Regions from separate parts of the Mus musculus genome. Here all the other regions are linked to region 1. Evidence: chromatin contacts called from public Hi-C and promoter capture Hi-C data. All regions are on one chromosome and are shown on one strand. The core of a region is the stretch at or near the end of the contact, and the rest is flanking DNA. Distances in the headings are between cores, read along the strand shown.

Region 1 (4,462 bases), core at 1,057-3,556:
ATCTGATTGTTGAACTTGGATATGGTAGGAGGATACTGGAGGAATAAATGTGTATGGAACAGAAGAGTTATAGAAATGTCTATGTGTGTGTGTTATACATTCACATAATTATGTGTATATACATAATTATTAAGCCAAATTTTAAAATCCTGAGCACTACCTGGCTAAAAAGCAGATGTAGTTACTTAAATGCACTGAAATTAATCCTGGTCCTACTATGAAAACTATTACATGTATTTTATTTTCCCACTTTCTCGATTCTTAACTCCTTAGTAGGGTCAACCGTGAATAGATGGAAGCTTTATAAAACCCAGGGTTTTTTTTTGTTTTTTTTTTTTTTTTTTTTTTTACATTAAGCATTCTCTAGGTCCATGTGGTATGTATGCCTTTAAATACATCAACAAAATGCTTTCTACACTCTCCCGGATCATTCCAATCAGTAAGAACCATCACACACAGCCATGTAAGCAGGGAAGCAGAATTCATTTAGAATGAAATTATGTAGAGATAAGCACCGTGAGCTTCCTCATAGTGTTCTCTTAAATGTAGTGACCGGTTTTGACACACAGGAGTAGACTATGACAGGGTATCTTGGATAAATATCATTATGTGAAAATATTGCATCCAAATGGCACAATGGTAATTCTTTCTTTAAAGCATGTTTTAACATCTGTTTTGAAGAGGAAACAACTTCTCTTAACCCTATTAATCGCCACTGATTCTAGAAAAGGAAAGAAAGTCTTGAATGGGTGAGAGAATGAGATTCCCATGGCAAGACACCATAGCTCTTGCACTCTTCTCATATTTGCAGAAAAACAAACCTGCCGTGGCACTTCAGTTGTGGAGGAAGAAAGTTTCTTGCGAATACAAACAGAACAGTTGAAAGGCAGCACGAAGCTGTCTCTTGCCCCCTTTCCACCTCCATCCTTCCCCTCTCTAGAAGCATGCTCCACTACCCACCTCCCCTGCCACCCAGAGCAAGTAAGTTCAGCTTCTCATTTCCAGAATGGGAGAGACCCCTACACCAGAGGGCATTTCAGCTGTGGTGGCTGGAAAGGGGAGAAGAGACGTGTTCAAGCAGGGTGAGCCAGTCTTCCCTAGAATGGAGCAGGGTGACAGGTTTTTGGTCCTAACCTCTTAACTTTAGCTGATGGCAACCCCCAGAGCCACTCCCCAACTCACCGCAGCTCCCCTTGGACAGAAAAAAAGAAGAGGAAAAGAAAAGAAAAAAGAGAGAAAGGAAAAAAAAGAAGAAGAAAGAGAGATCAAAACAACATGTCACCACCCACCCCTCAGGGTACATTCTAATCTTCCTTAAAGAGGAGAGCAGGAAGAGAGAGAGAGAGCGAGAGAGAAAAATCTACTCCTATAAGGCTGCAGTTTTCACCCTGAAAGAAGAAAACATTCCTTGTTTCTACCTGCTCCCAGCTTCAGCTCCTGTCCTGCTCCTGCTCGCTTCCCTGCTAGAACATCTCTGCCTCTCCAGCTAGGACAAAGGCAGGTTGCAAGCACTGGGCGATCGTGGTCCGAAGTCTCACTTACCTCGGGGCCCCCTCTGGGCACCGGATCGCTCCAGACCCGGGAGAAAAGTGTGGGAGAGAGGATCGCGGTGAGTCGGAGCTGCGCGAGTCTGCGAGCGCGGGCGCGCCGGGCGGAGGGCGTCCTCGCGCCGCGCTCACTCACACGGTCTGAGGCATCATGGACTCTGCGTGCTCCTGCACTGGAGATTTCATACCCAAATTTGCTTCCCAATATCCAATCTGCAGCTATACAACAAAAGATTTCTCTGTACCAAGACAGTAGTAATACGTCCCAGCGCAAACCGGATGTGAAATAGGCGGTGACTTCATGCCAGAGAGATTTTATTTTAGAAAGGAAGGTGGTACCAGCCACTGGATCTGGACACCAATCCGCCCATTTTTTATATGCAGCGCAATTTAACTTGCACTCTGGCCCTAATCCCCATCTCTGTAGCTGCCGGCTCAAATCCTTCTTCAATCTGCTGCAAGCATTCCTCTATTTTGGGGGGGAAGGGGGACTGAAAAATGGGGGAAGGGAAGGGTAGAAAGGGTTAGAGATGGGGGCCACTCTTAGGATCTTTTCTCTCTTGATATTTATGAGCATACTCTTCTAAGGTGTGCTCATTAAAGCACAACCGATCCTTGTAACTCTGCTACCTCTGATCAAATATTTAACCACTGCATTCATATGAATGAACGCAAGCTAGGAAGCAGGGAGATGTAGGCTTACACGTGTGGAGAGCGCTCTGTCCTCGACTTGCTCTCCCTCGCACACTCCCACACATATGGCTAAATCCCTGCTTGTTGCAGAACCAGGACGAGTGAGGGACAGTAGGAAGAACCCTGTTTGCTAGGGAACGGCCCCTGGGCTTAGAGTCCTTCATACTTTGTCAGATTCCGAGTGCTTTGCATCCCGCCTTTCATCTACAGCATAGAGGACAGCCAGACAGGCTTCGCAAACGGGTTTTTAACCTTTGCGTGCGTTGTCCTGAAAAAGCACAGACTCCCTTAACTCTGAATTTTGCAAGGTTTTCGAACACGGAATATTTAACTTCGCATAAATCATTTCTGGGTTTGAGAGGCACATCTCCATTTCCGGAAACATGCCTTTGCCTTGAACTCCATCGTTTTCGGTTCAGAAAAATGGGGGGGGGGGAATTTTTAGAAGTCAGTGGGGGGAAAGCTTCTACTTTGTTTTTTCTTCTCTGTCCTCTTTTCTTACCTTCCCTGAGAGTTCTTCACCCACAGATAACTATACATGCAGGATGTGTGTGTGTGTTTGTGTGTGTGTTTGTGTGTGTGTGTGTGTGTGTGTGTGTGTGTTCGACATGTTCCTGAGGGATTTTCAGGGACTGAGCAATGACTGTGGTTCCTTGCTGGGTTTTTGTGAATGGCTTCTAGCTCAGGTCATGGGTGCTGTCTTCCTCAGGGTGCTAGTAGACAATGGCCAGCACCTCCAAGAGCTGCTTTTCAGCACTTTAAAACCACATGGGGAGGAGGTGCTGAAAAATATGAGGCATCCTTATGCCATTCATATTTCTGGTAGATGAAGTCTGAATTTGGGTAAACCCGCTGACCATTTTCTTCTAGTGGACTTCTGGCCGAGGAGAAATTTAAAATAGAGGCTGAGTGTTGTCCAAAACATTAAAGGGGGGGGGGGGGGGGACTAATTAGCCAGCACCAAACACTCCTGTGTTTAGCATTCTACAAGTTGTTCTTGGCGTATGCTGCAAGGAAATCAGTTTATAAGATGAAACCTTAAGCTATGCAGTTGCAATGACGTGGCCTTCACAGTCAAGGACCACATTCATAATGTGACTTTGTTCTCTGGCTTTTGGGGGGTGAATTGCTGACAAGGAATTTTCAAGATAAGCGTTTGGAAGGTGGGGTTGAGGACTGACTCGAGGCATCTCTCTTTAAACAGTAATAATTGCCCGCAAAGCACACAACAAGGGTCGATGCACTCTCAAATACCAGCGAATACTGCCATTCCCTTGTGTGGCAGAGCTCCATTTATCAATTAGTTACTTGTTCACTGGGCAGCTTGTAAAGCAAGACTAACTTTACTGAAGTCCTGAAGCCCCAAGTTACCAACTATAAAGCACTTTCTCATCTCTCCAGTCTGCTAACTTTCCATAGTTTCAATGCCATAAAAAAACAAAACAAAACAAAAAACCAAAAAACCAATAGTCATAAAATATAACATTTTTTTTAAAATGTCTTTCCTTCTCCTGACAAAATTGTTGTAACTTCTTTTACAGTTCTCAACAAATTGGGGGAAATTTTGGCTTTTTCCTCTCATGTCACACAACTAAATCTCTCTATTGATTAGATTTTGCAAACACTTGGCTCTGAAATTTTATTATTTGAGAAAACTCTCTGAGAACAATTTCAATCATGTACTGCTTTATGTACCACTATAGCTACATGTAACTCTACAGCATTTCCATACCCTAGAAAAATACATGAAGAATTATGGAGCTAGAGTGTTAATGCAGAAATGAGAATGCCCCTTAAAATAAAATACAACATAGAGCAGATTGCATATACATTACATATTACATATACATCATTCTCATAAAATATATTATTTAAAATACCAATAACTTGACAATTCCCAAAACATTACCCAACATTGTAAACAATTAATGAATTTATAGTTTCCCATCTGAGATATTAATATATCCACATATTTCTAGATATTAAAACACAAAAATTAATAAAAAGAAAACTATTTTATAATGTCCCATTCTATTAATGATTTTTGACAGCTGCTGGCATTACAGTTTTCCTGTTACATCTGGAATAAATCCTTTCAAAGTGTGTATACCTGACAAAATAACTTATTGAAATAGCAAAAATTATGATTTCTAACATTTCTGAGTGTTTACTTTGTAAAATTATATCCCAATTGTTTAGCATAGCACATTCAACTTCTTTCT
Region 2 (4,545 bases), core at 66-2,565, 140 kb after region 1:
AGGGCTGTTAATCTGTGCACTGTTAAGAGAACACGATGAGTCCATAAAACCTTTTCACATACCTGAAAATCAAAGCTCTGCCTGTTTCCACCCACTTCTAGTGGATGACCTTTAGCTTTCCAACTGTGAAAAGTCATCCAATTACTCTATTTTACATTCATTCTATTCACACCAGGGGACTTTCAAGGGATGGAAAATGACAAGATTGGTGTGCTTTAATACTAAGTATTACTACCATGACTAATGGTAATAAGACATTGGTACTGATAGCTTTCAAAGGACAAACAGTAAGAAAATTGGCACATATGGAAAAGCCCTTTCTATATTCACACAAGCCTGTGAGTCAAGTATGTCCACGAAAACACACACACACACACACACACACACACACACACACTCCTTCATTTAGGTCAGTAAGGCTTATAGAGTTAAGATAACTTACATATGGTCAGTGATTGAGGAAGGAGTGAGGAAGAGATGGCAATACACACATGAAGCCTTACTACCCCTCGCCTTTACCAGCTGGTAAGGGACCTTCTTTCTGACTCCTCTGGGTCCGAGAATGGTTATAAAAGAGGAAGGAAAGTTCAAGCATTTGGTCTAATAGAAATGCAGTATTTTACTTACCCCCAAATCCTGGCCGTAGACGGTTGTCATAGCCTTCCAGCAAGTTGTCAAGAATCCGACTGACATTTTCAGAGTAGAAGTTGCCTTCATCTTCAAGTTGAGCTTGGGCATTTTCTAGCCTGAAGGTGGAGAGTTAAAAATTCTCACACCTGGCCTCAGAGAAAATACTTTGTTTCATGAATGCTAGTTTATCCTATAATAGACACCAGCCACACTATCCCTCTTTTTTGTTTTGTTTTGTTTCATTTTGTTTTGCTTTTCACTATGCAATATAAAATTCACCCAATGGCTATATGCTCTCCTTTCCCTCTAAGATAAAAGGGAAATAATAAGAAAAATCTTCTTACCATAGAATAATGAAGAGCCAGGGGAGAAGCAAGACCATCCTATGGTTCACTGGGATGCCCGGTCACCCTCCTGTTTTTACCTCCCCTCAGACAGATCTCCTTTGACAATCACCTGGAGAAGTCTTCCAAATCCTTCATATTCCTCATCCCACTCTGTGACCAGTCAGCAATCGAAAGGATGAATGGTTTGCCAGAAAAACGTTAGGGGTTCCCCTTCTTTTTTGTCTTATTTCTGTCTTTTCTCACGGATTAGAGTTGTTTGTGGTCTTAGACTAAGTCCTGCAGATACCCAGCCTCCTCTGACTGGTTCAGATCAAAAGTGGAGAGTCAGAGCAATGACAATAATTGACTAAGGCAGATTAAAAGGAAGAAATCCACGGCTAGTTTTGGCATGGACTTCGAATGGGCTGTGAGGAAATCTGGAAAGCAGTGGTATCTTGCTGATTGAGATTATGTTCCAATGGGCTCAGCATTTATTATTTCTATGGTTCACAGAAGGAATCCTACATAGCCCTGATGGAAAAGTCAAATACTGGGGATTTTCCTGGATTCTTGTGGCTCTTCCTTGACTTTTTTTGACTATAGGCATCCTTGTAATGAAAAATAGTCCTTATGGGTGACTGATTAATAGGAAAAGGATTTTTTAAACTATTTTCAATAGTAAGAAACAAAAACAATAAAAACCAAACCAACCAAACAAACAAAACAGTATATAACATCTGCAAAATTATGATACATGTGTGTGTGTCTACATGTTGTGAAAGCCACCCTTCATACATTCAGAAGACAATATATGTGAATGTCTACCTGAGGTAAGGGTCAAATATACACATTCAGATGGTTACATATTTTACATAAAGTGAAATCCCTCCTCTATGTACCCCTCGGAATTGGGGCAAAAAGATCTGTTAGGAGCTGTAAATCATATTTTCTGTGGATCCAGGAAGAAAAACTAAGTCAAGAACATTAAAATGGTGACAGCTTCAGGAGATGTTGGAACATTTATTTAGCATTTTGGCTACAAATCAAGCATCAGAAATCCCCTACAGAGACAATTTCCTTCTTTTGGACAGCATAAAATATTTATCTCACAACTATCCATGTCGATTTCTTTTTTTTGGCAACCACTTGTTTTCTTTATTCTATATGTTAGTAAGAAATCTAGTCTCTTAGGATTCTTAACAATACTGATATCGATGCACTGAAATTTTCAAGAGAAAATGAGAAAAAGTATGTTCCATTTCCATATAGTATTTTGGCTTTCTGCATGATTATACCGGCACAGCTTTGTGTATATAAAATGTATTATCAAAGACTATTAGCAACAAAAGGAAATATTAAGCAGAATGGAAAACCTGGTGCTGAACACTAAATGGCATTTCTTAGATACAAAACAAAGAATATGTATGAGTGTATATGTGTACTTATAATACAAGTCAGCAATGAGCAAATATGCATTCAAAGAAATGAAATACTTAATATCTGTATAAAACTGCATCTTCAGCAACACACATCTTCTATGTCTTTCCATTAAACATTCCAAACAAACAAACAAACAAAAAACAAAACAAAACAAAACAAAAAAAAAAACAAAAAAACAAAAGCAGTGAAGATATCTCAGTTAATCCTTGCCTAGCATGCATGAGTCACAGAACTACCTTTCTAACATGTATGAAACCTGGTATGGTAATAGACACATGTAACCCCAGCATTGGGGAATTAGAAGATGAAAAGTCAGAAGTTCAGAGGCATCCTTGGCCTCACTGTGATCTGAGGCTAGCCTATGAGACAGATGACCCATATTTCTAAGACAAATGGTAAAACACAGCACATATGAGAGACGTGAAAGAAACCCATAAATGACCATGTTCAGAAATGTATAAAATAATTGATGTTGCATAACTAATAAATTAATAGATAGTCTGAATTGATCTGGGAGTATTTGATTCTTAACAACTTGCAATAAAAATATGTTCAAGAAGAATGAAAGATGAAAGTCATCAATAATAAATGAAATGCAAATGAAAAATCAACAATTTATGCGTTCATCTCTTGTTAGGTAGATCATTAATTAGTCAAATTTTGATGTCTAATGCATTCCTTTCTGATGAAATGTTGTATTTGCAATTTGGTAATGACAATTTTTCATTTTATGTGACTATTCTACACGTTTAATAATATTTAGAAGCTTTTGTTATAGAACCATATGGCTATTGATGTCTTTTAATGCTAGTAAACAAATATATTCCTTAATATTTAAAAATGCTCCTTAGAAGTCAGGCATTATCGATGATGAGAATGATTGAGAATAGCATGCTTGCATCAGCCTAGGATCATAGTTATAAGTAAAACATGACTCAGTTCTAACAGACTATTTGAACAAACCAATACTGTATCTTCAGTCCCAAAAAAAAGGCTATGGATAGCTGGCAAAATCACTATCTTCCATCCATCCCTTCCTGCACCAAGTGTACTCATTCTTTGCCTAATGGGGATTTGTTCTGAAAAACATATCATTATATATTTTTGACAACATAAAAATACTGTAGTCTGACTTTTTACAAATAAATGTTTTATCCTCCTATAAATCCATCCACGTGATATACATATACAAATATATATGTATATATATATATATATATATATATATATATATATATATATATGACAAAGATATCATGATACATTATATGATTCCATATAATATAGCAACAAAAAGAGACATGCATTCATGCATTTTGGGGGAACATGGTGGCTTAGTGAGGGGTTTCCTATTATATCTTTCCTGGGAATGAAGAGAATATCTCTTTGAAAAAATAAGGAATATCACAAACATTTATAAACCACCACATACACACACATTCCAAAAATAGAACATGCCTTGAAGAGTCAGGTGATATTCCCCTTCTTGGAGGCACCAGTGAAGAATAAGCAGAAGCTTCCTACTCTTTGAATAGTGGGCACTCAGGTGATCACAGGGCCTGCCTTTCTTCCCATTCCGTACATAAGAAGTCTCTCTCATTATTACACTTTTGAGGGATCTTAAAGTTGTGTGACACAGCATTACTAGAGAGATTCCATTGTAACACTTGCAGGAGTGTGCAGAAGAATGTCAACATTCCCATTGGTCCTGGGAGCTACCTAGAATTCTGCTCATTGAATAAATCATCAATGTGTATACTTTTTAACTAGTTACACCAAGCTAATAAGTCACAGAATCAGGACTGTAAACCAAACAAACACTTTCCCTCAAAAGTAACCAGGTAGAATCCAAGACTCTTGAGCAGAGTGAGGAAAATTTTCAGGTCTATTAAATGAGTCATTTCTGTGATTAGTCATACAAGGATGGAATCAGCTTCTACAGGTGAAAATGAATGTACTTTTAAAAGCCATGGAGCAGCATTAATGAATTTCATGCGGAGGAGGCAATTAATATGATGCCCGTTATCATTCTGCAAGATACTGAGGCTATCTGGGGGGATGTTTAAGGAATAACTGTTTAATAAGAAGTGTAAGTGAACATTTCAATTTAAAAGCTCCATTGATTTCTTTGGAATCCTGTCAGAGGAAT
Region 3 (4,139 bases), core at 136-2,635, 220 kb before region 1:
TGTGGGAGGCAGAGACATGACTCTGAGTGTTCATGCCTGCCTCACGGGGGCCACGGTGGTGCTGCCACCAGATAATGAACCATCAAGAAGAGATGAAGTTTGGAAGGAGGATTCTTAGATCAGGATTCATGATAGTGTCGTAAGTGAATTGAAGGTACTCACTACGGGCTACACTAATCTACCACCCGGAAAATATTTTTCTCCAGGGATCGCACAGAGGTACTGAGAGTAAATAAGATGATTTAAGAACTACGAAGAAGCAAGCAATGACCTAACTGGTGAGGAATTCTTTCCTGTACAAACTTCCCCATCATTTGTGTGTGTGTGTGTGTGTGTGTGTGTGTGTGTGTGTGTGTGTGTGGTATTAGTTGTAGTACATTTAGCCTTTTCTTCCTCTTTTTCAATATACTCAGTTTTGGGAGCACAAACATATATACACACATACATACATAAGTACATACATATAAAATTTATGTTTATTATACTTCACAGTAACTTCTATTCATAGTAACTGATTCTGACTTCTTTTGCTAATTTAAAAAAAGCATCAACTTAGCTATAAATACAGTAATCTAATTTTAAAAAGGTAACACTGAACATATGGCTTCCAATCTAGCCATGACGAGCAAGGGACCACTTTCCTCAATCTTTCCAGATTCTACATGTGAACAGCATTAAAGTAGTACACAAAATGCCCCTCTACAATCAGGGTGTCATCCGTTCTGAGAATGCTCTGGGCATGTTTGATGTTAGCTTGATGTCAACCAGAAACATACTGGCTTTGATATGTCACTTTATCTAATCATTCATTTACCCTCCTCCTCCTCTAACCAAAGCTACAGATAACTCTGGTCTTACTGCTGCCATCGATGATGCTATGCAATCACTCAGTTTGCAATGCAATGCATTCCATGCTGTTCTCCGTCTGCCCATCACTCTCTTCAGACTCACAGCACCTTCTATTAGTTATTTTACATTAATAGATTTTCCAGGATCAAATTGTTGCAAGAATCAAGCCGTGCTATCTGTACTGATATTAATTTTCAATCCTTTGTTTTCAATGAGGCCATTGAAATAGAAATGCACAAAAAGGAAGGACAACGAGTAGAAAGAAATGATAAGTTTTCAATCTAGCCACCCACCATTAAACGAAGCCATTGTACCAACCTGGTATTTTCCTTTCCTACTGCTTCATTGTGGTTTCTTCCTTCGAAAGATTAATTTTCCTATGGGACCTTGGTAACTTGTACTGTGTGAGAAGTGATTAGATAATTCTCTTCTGCACATATATCTTAATAAGTGCCCTCAGGCAGCATCCAAGTGACACTGAGGGCAGGGGATTATACTAGGGATTTAGGATGCAGCATCAGCCTTCGTCAGCTGCCATTTGTGCTGAACATCTTGCTGGAACAAAATGACTAAACAAATGTGTGCTAGTCATGAGTTTGTGATTCTGTTTTAGGGTGCTGGGATAAATATAGAAATATGGATATACAGCAGAACTTAATCCCAGCTTCTCTTTCTGGAAGAGATAACGACTGGAGATTATTTTAGTATTACTTTTACAGATGGGAGGCTTTAGTGAAAAGGTAGCCTTGAGATTTTGTTTTATTCTGCCTGAAACAAATGAAAAATCAAACTGGTGTAGTACATTATGATCAGTATGCCTGAAAATCCAGGAACAGAAGGTCACCTTTCTAAGCACTGCTTTGACCTTTGTGCTTGCTTGTCTAAAACAAAAGTGGCTTTAGAAGAACCTTGTGGGTGGTAAAAACAGTGCAGGGATCAGAGCCCTCTCTAGTTTGGAGAGTGATGTGTTGAAGGCCGATTTCTAAATACCAGTTTTGTTTAGTTTCTGAATCTATTCATCTCTGAGCAACAGATAAGATACCTTCCATATTATTCAATACAAAAATTATGTCCTATGAATATATGAAAAGGAATCATTGGAAATCTGATAGAAACTTAAGTACATAATTAAGGCTTGCCTTAGTATTAATAGTAAGGTGAGAACATAAGGTTTATGTCTGAAATGGGGGTATTTTTTTACTTGACATAACACTGAGTTGTTGGAACCCTATGCACAGAGCTTGATTTCAGCTTTTCAGAGTTCAGACTGACTACATATATGTATAGTTGGTTTTTGCTACTTTGTGGATTCTTCCTTTTCTCATCATTGATACCCTGGTTTCACCGTCTAGAGAGGTAAGAAAGAAGGATAAAGGGGAGAGAAATAGAGAGATCCTTGGATCTAGTAACTTTCTTCTTGTTTCTTCTTTGTCTATGACTACTAACAAACTGCAATCAACCCCATTGAATGACCAAAACTACCACCATCACCTCTCAGGGCCCTAGTGTGTGTGTATACTCTGAAAAGTTCCTAGAATTCCAAATGTCATACAATCGCAGAAGCTACCAGCAGCTCGTAAAACCATGCCTCTGCTAGAGCACAAAGCAAATCATAGTCAGCTGCTGAGGACAGTCTAAAGAAGCCCCACATTCCTACACCTGGGATTAAATGGAAAATACATTCTTAAAAATATTTCTGCATTTTTCAAAGTAACAAAAATTCCAGAATTGTCACCACAGATATGAAACATTCCTTATCTCAAAATACGTCTAACTTGTTCCCATGGAGGGTTTTTAATCTATAAAGCATACCATCTAGATTAGCTACTTTTATATTACTGTGCTGAGACACTATGACTAAGGCATCTTACAGAAGAGTTTACTGGAGGCTTACAATTTTAGTGGCTAGTCAATGGCCATCATGATTAGGAGCAAGCAGGCAGGCAGCATGCTGGAACAGTAACTGAGAGCTTGAATATTGAAACACAACCATGAGGCAGAGCTGTGAATGCCACAGGCTTTTGAAATCTGAGATCCCACCCACAACAGTGCACCTGGAATTAGTTTGGGTTATTTTTGTCCATGAGGAAAACCAAAGAGGAGAAAAGGGTTCATTTGACTTGTATATCCTGAGTTCCTGATCACTGAGGGAAGCCAGGACAAGAAATCAAACCAGCTGGATACTGGACACAGAAGTGGACAGGCCATAAAGAGTGAATGTTGTTTATCTTTCCCTGCTCTCTGTGACTTGCTCAGTTTGTTTTTGTATAGCACCAAGGACTAACATCCAAAGGATGGTACCAGCCATATTGGACTGGATCTGCCCACATCTATCATTATCAAGAAAATACCCTACAGTCTTGCTTACAGCCCAATCATATTCAAGCATTTTCTCAGTTCAGACCCCCTCCTCGCTGATGGCTTATCATGTGTCAAATTGACATAGAACTTTCCAGTATATATTTCCTCCAAGTCTATACCTCCTGATCCTGCTTAAAGAGTTCATGGAACTGGGGACCAAATATTCAAACATGAGTCTGTGTTAAGCAGTCTTATTCAGACCATCCCAGCATTAAAAGTCATGAGATTTCATTTTCAAATATTGACTTTCAGCTTATTTTAATAATTTAATGTCCTGTGTGCACTTAACAATTGCAGTGTTAGAAGTATTTAATGATTGACAGCTTCCTAAATGCCAGTATCATTTTATGGTGTGTGTGTGTGTGTGTGTGTGTGTGTGTGTGTATACATGCATACAGACTCAGTATTTATTTTAATACATATAAAATATTTGGAAATGTTAGTCCCATGAGAGTTTCAGATAATGTCACAGTATCTATAGCTTATCATTGATGTTATTGTGACTTTAGACAGATCTATCTAGTACATAAAGTTTGTTATCTTATTCAGTTTGGAGCCAGTATAAAACTATTAAATTGAACAGTGATTTCTAGACACACTATTCAGTTGCCCATATGAACTCACAGAATTGTGACAGTAACAGCACAAAGGCTGTGAAAGCTCTTCTGGCTATGCCAGAAGAAATCCTGGCATAGTGGGTGAGTTACCCTCTAGATGAAGAGCTATTGTTGTTTCATAGGCTCTAGGGAAGGAGATTTTGGTTCTGTTTGTTTGTCTGTGTCATGATGGGACTTCTGATAGACTAATCTTTACACATCAGAAAGACCATAATCCCAATGCTAGTTGGGTCACAGAAACTGAGTGGAAAGTGGAGAAAAGAAAAGGAAATTCTAAGTTCGTGGAAAGAAGTGAAAGAATGATAAGGGTTG

Evidence for each region. Promoter capture Hi-C pulls out the DNA fragments that hold promoters and counts their contacts. A called contact is a pair of places that touch in the nucleus more often than the background predicts.
Region 2: a contact with region 1 is called in a Hi-C map of brain, with 9 times the contacts expected there. The contact joins the promoter of Gabra6 here to the promoter of Gabra1 in region 1. A contact is called at or near these places in 4 of 484 Hi-C or Micro-C datasets (brain, cerebellar granule neurons and cerebellum) and 1 of 9 other capture datasets (adipose tissue).
Region 3: a promoter capture Hi-C map of hippocampal neurons shows a contact between it and region 1, with 2.0 times the contacts expected there. The contact joins the enhancer-like site here to the promoter of Gabra1 in region 1. A contact is called at or near these places in 1 of 39 promoter capture datasets (hippocampal neurons), 4 of 484 Hi-C or Micro-C datasets (cerebral cortex, embryonic stem cells, forebrain and 1 more) and 1 of 9 other capture datasets (embryonic stem cells).

What each region holds. Positions count from the first base shown.
Region 1 is chr11:42,180,624-42,185,085 of GRCm38.p6, forward strand. It overlaps Gabra1 (gamma-aminobutyric acid (GABA) A receptor, subunit alpha 1), which reads right to left and starts at 2,307. Exons shown (of 10, transcript NM_010250.5): 1 at 1,543-2,307.
Region 2 is chr11:42,319,757-42,324,301 of GRCm38.p6, forward strand. Gabra6 (gamma-aminobutyric acid (GABA) A receptor, subunit alpha 6) reads right to left here and starts at 1,316. Exons shown (of 9, transcript NM_001099641.2): 1 at 975-1,316; 2 at 628-746. The coding sequence starts at 1,012.
Region 3 is chr11:41,962,931-41,967,069 of GRCm38.p6, forward strand. The region is part of intron 6 of Gabrg2 (gamma-aminobutyric acid (GABA) A receptor, subunit gamma 2); the gene reads right to left. It overlaps A230004M16Rik (a long non-coding RNA gene), which reads left to right. Exons shown (of 9, transcript XR_388589.4): 8 at 207-278. Among named protein-coding and RNA genes, the nearest start is that of Gabrg2, 36 kb to the right of the region's middle. Within about 2 kb of position 1,386, at least 6 of the 459 cell types and tissues checked have an H3K27ac peak or open chromatin away from gene starts, as enhancers often do. A contact at or near this core is called in hippocampal neurons, where this site is marked.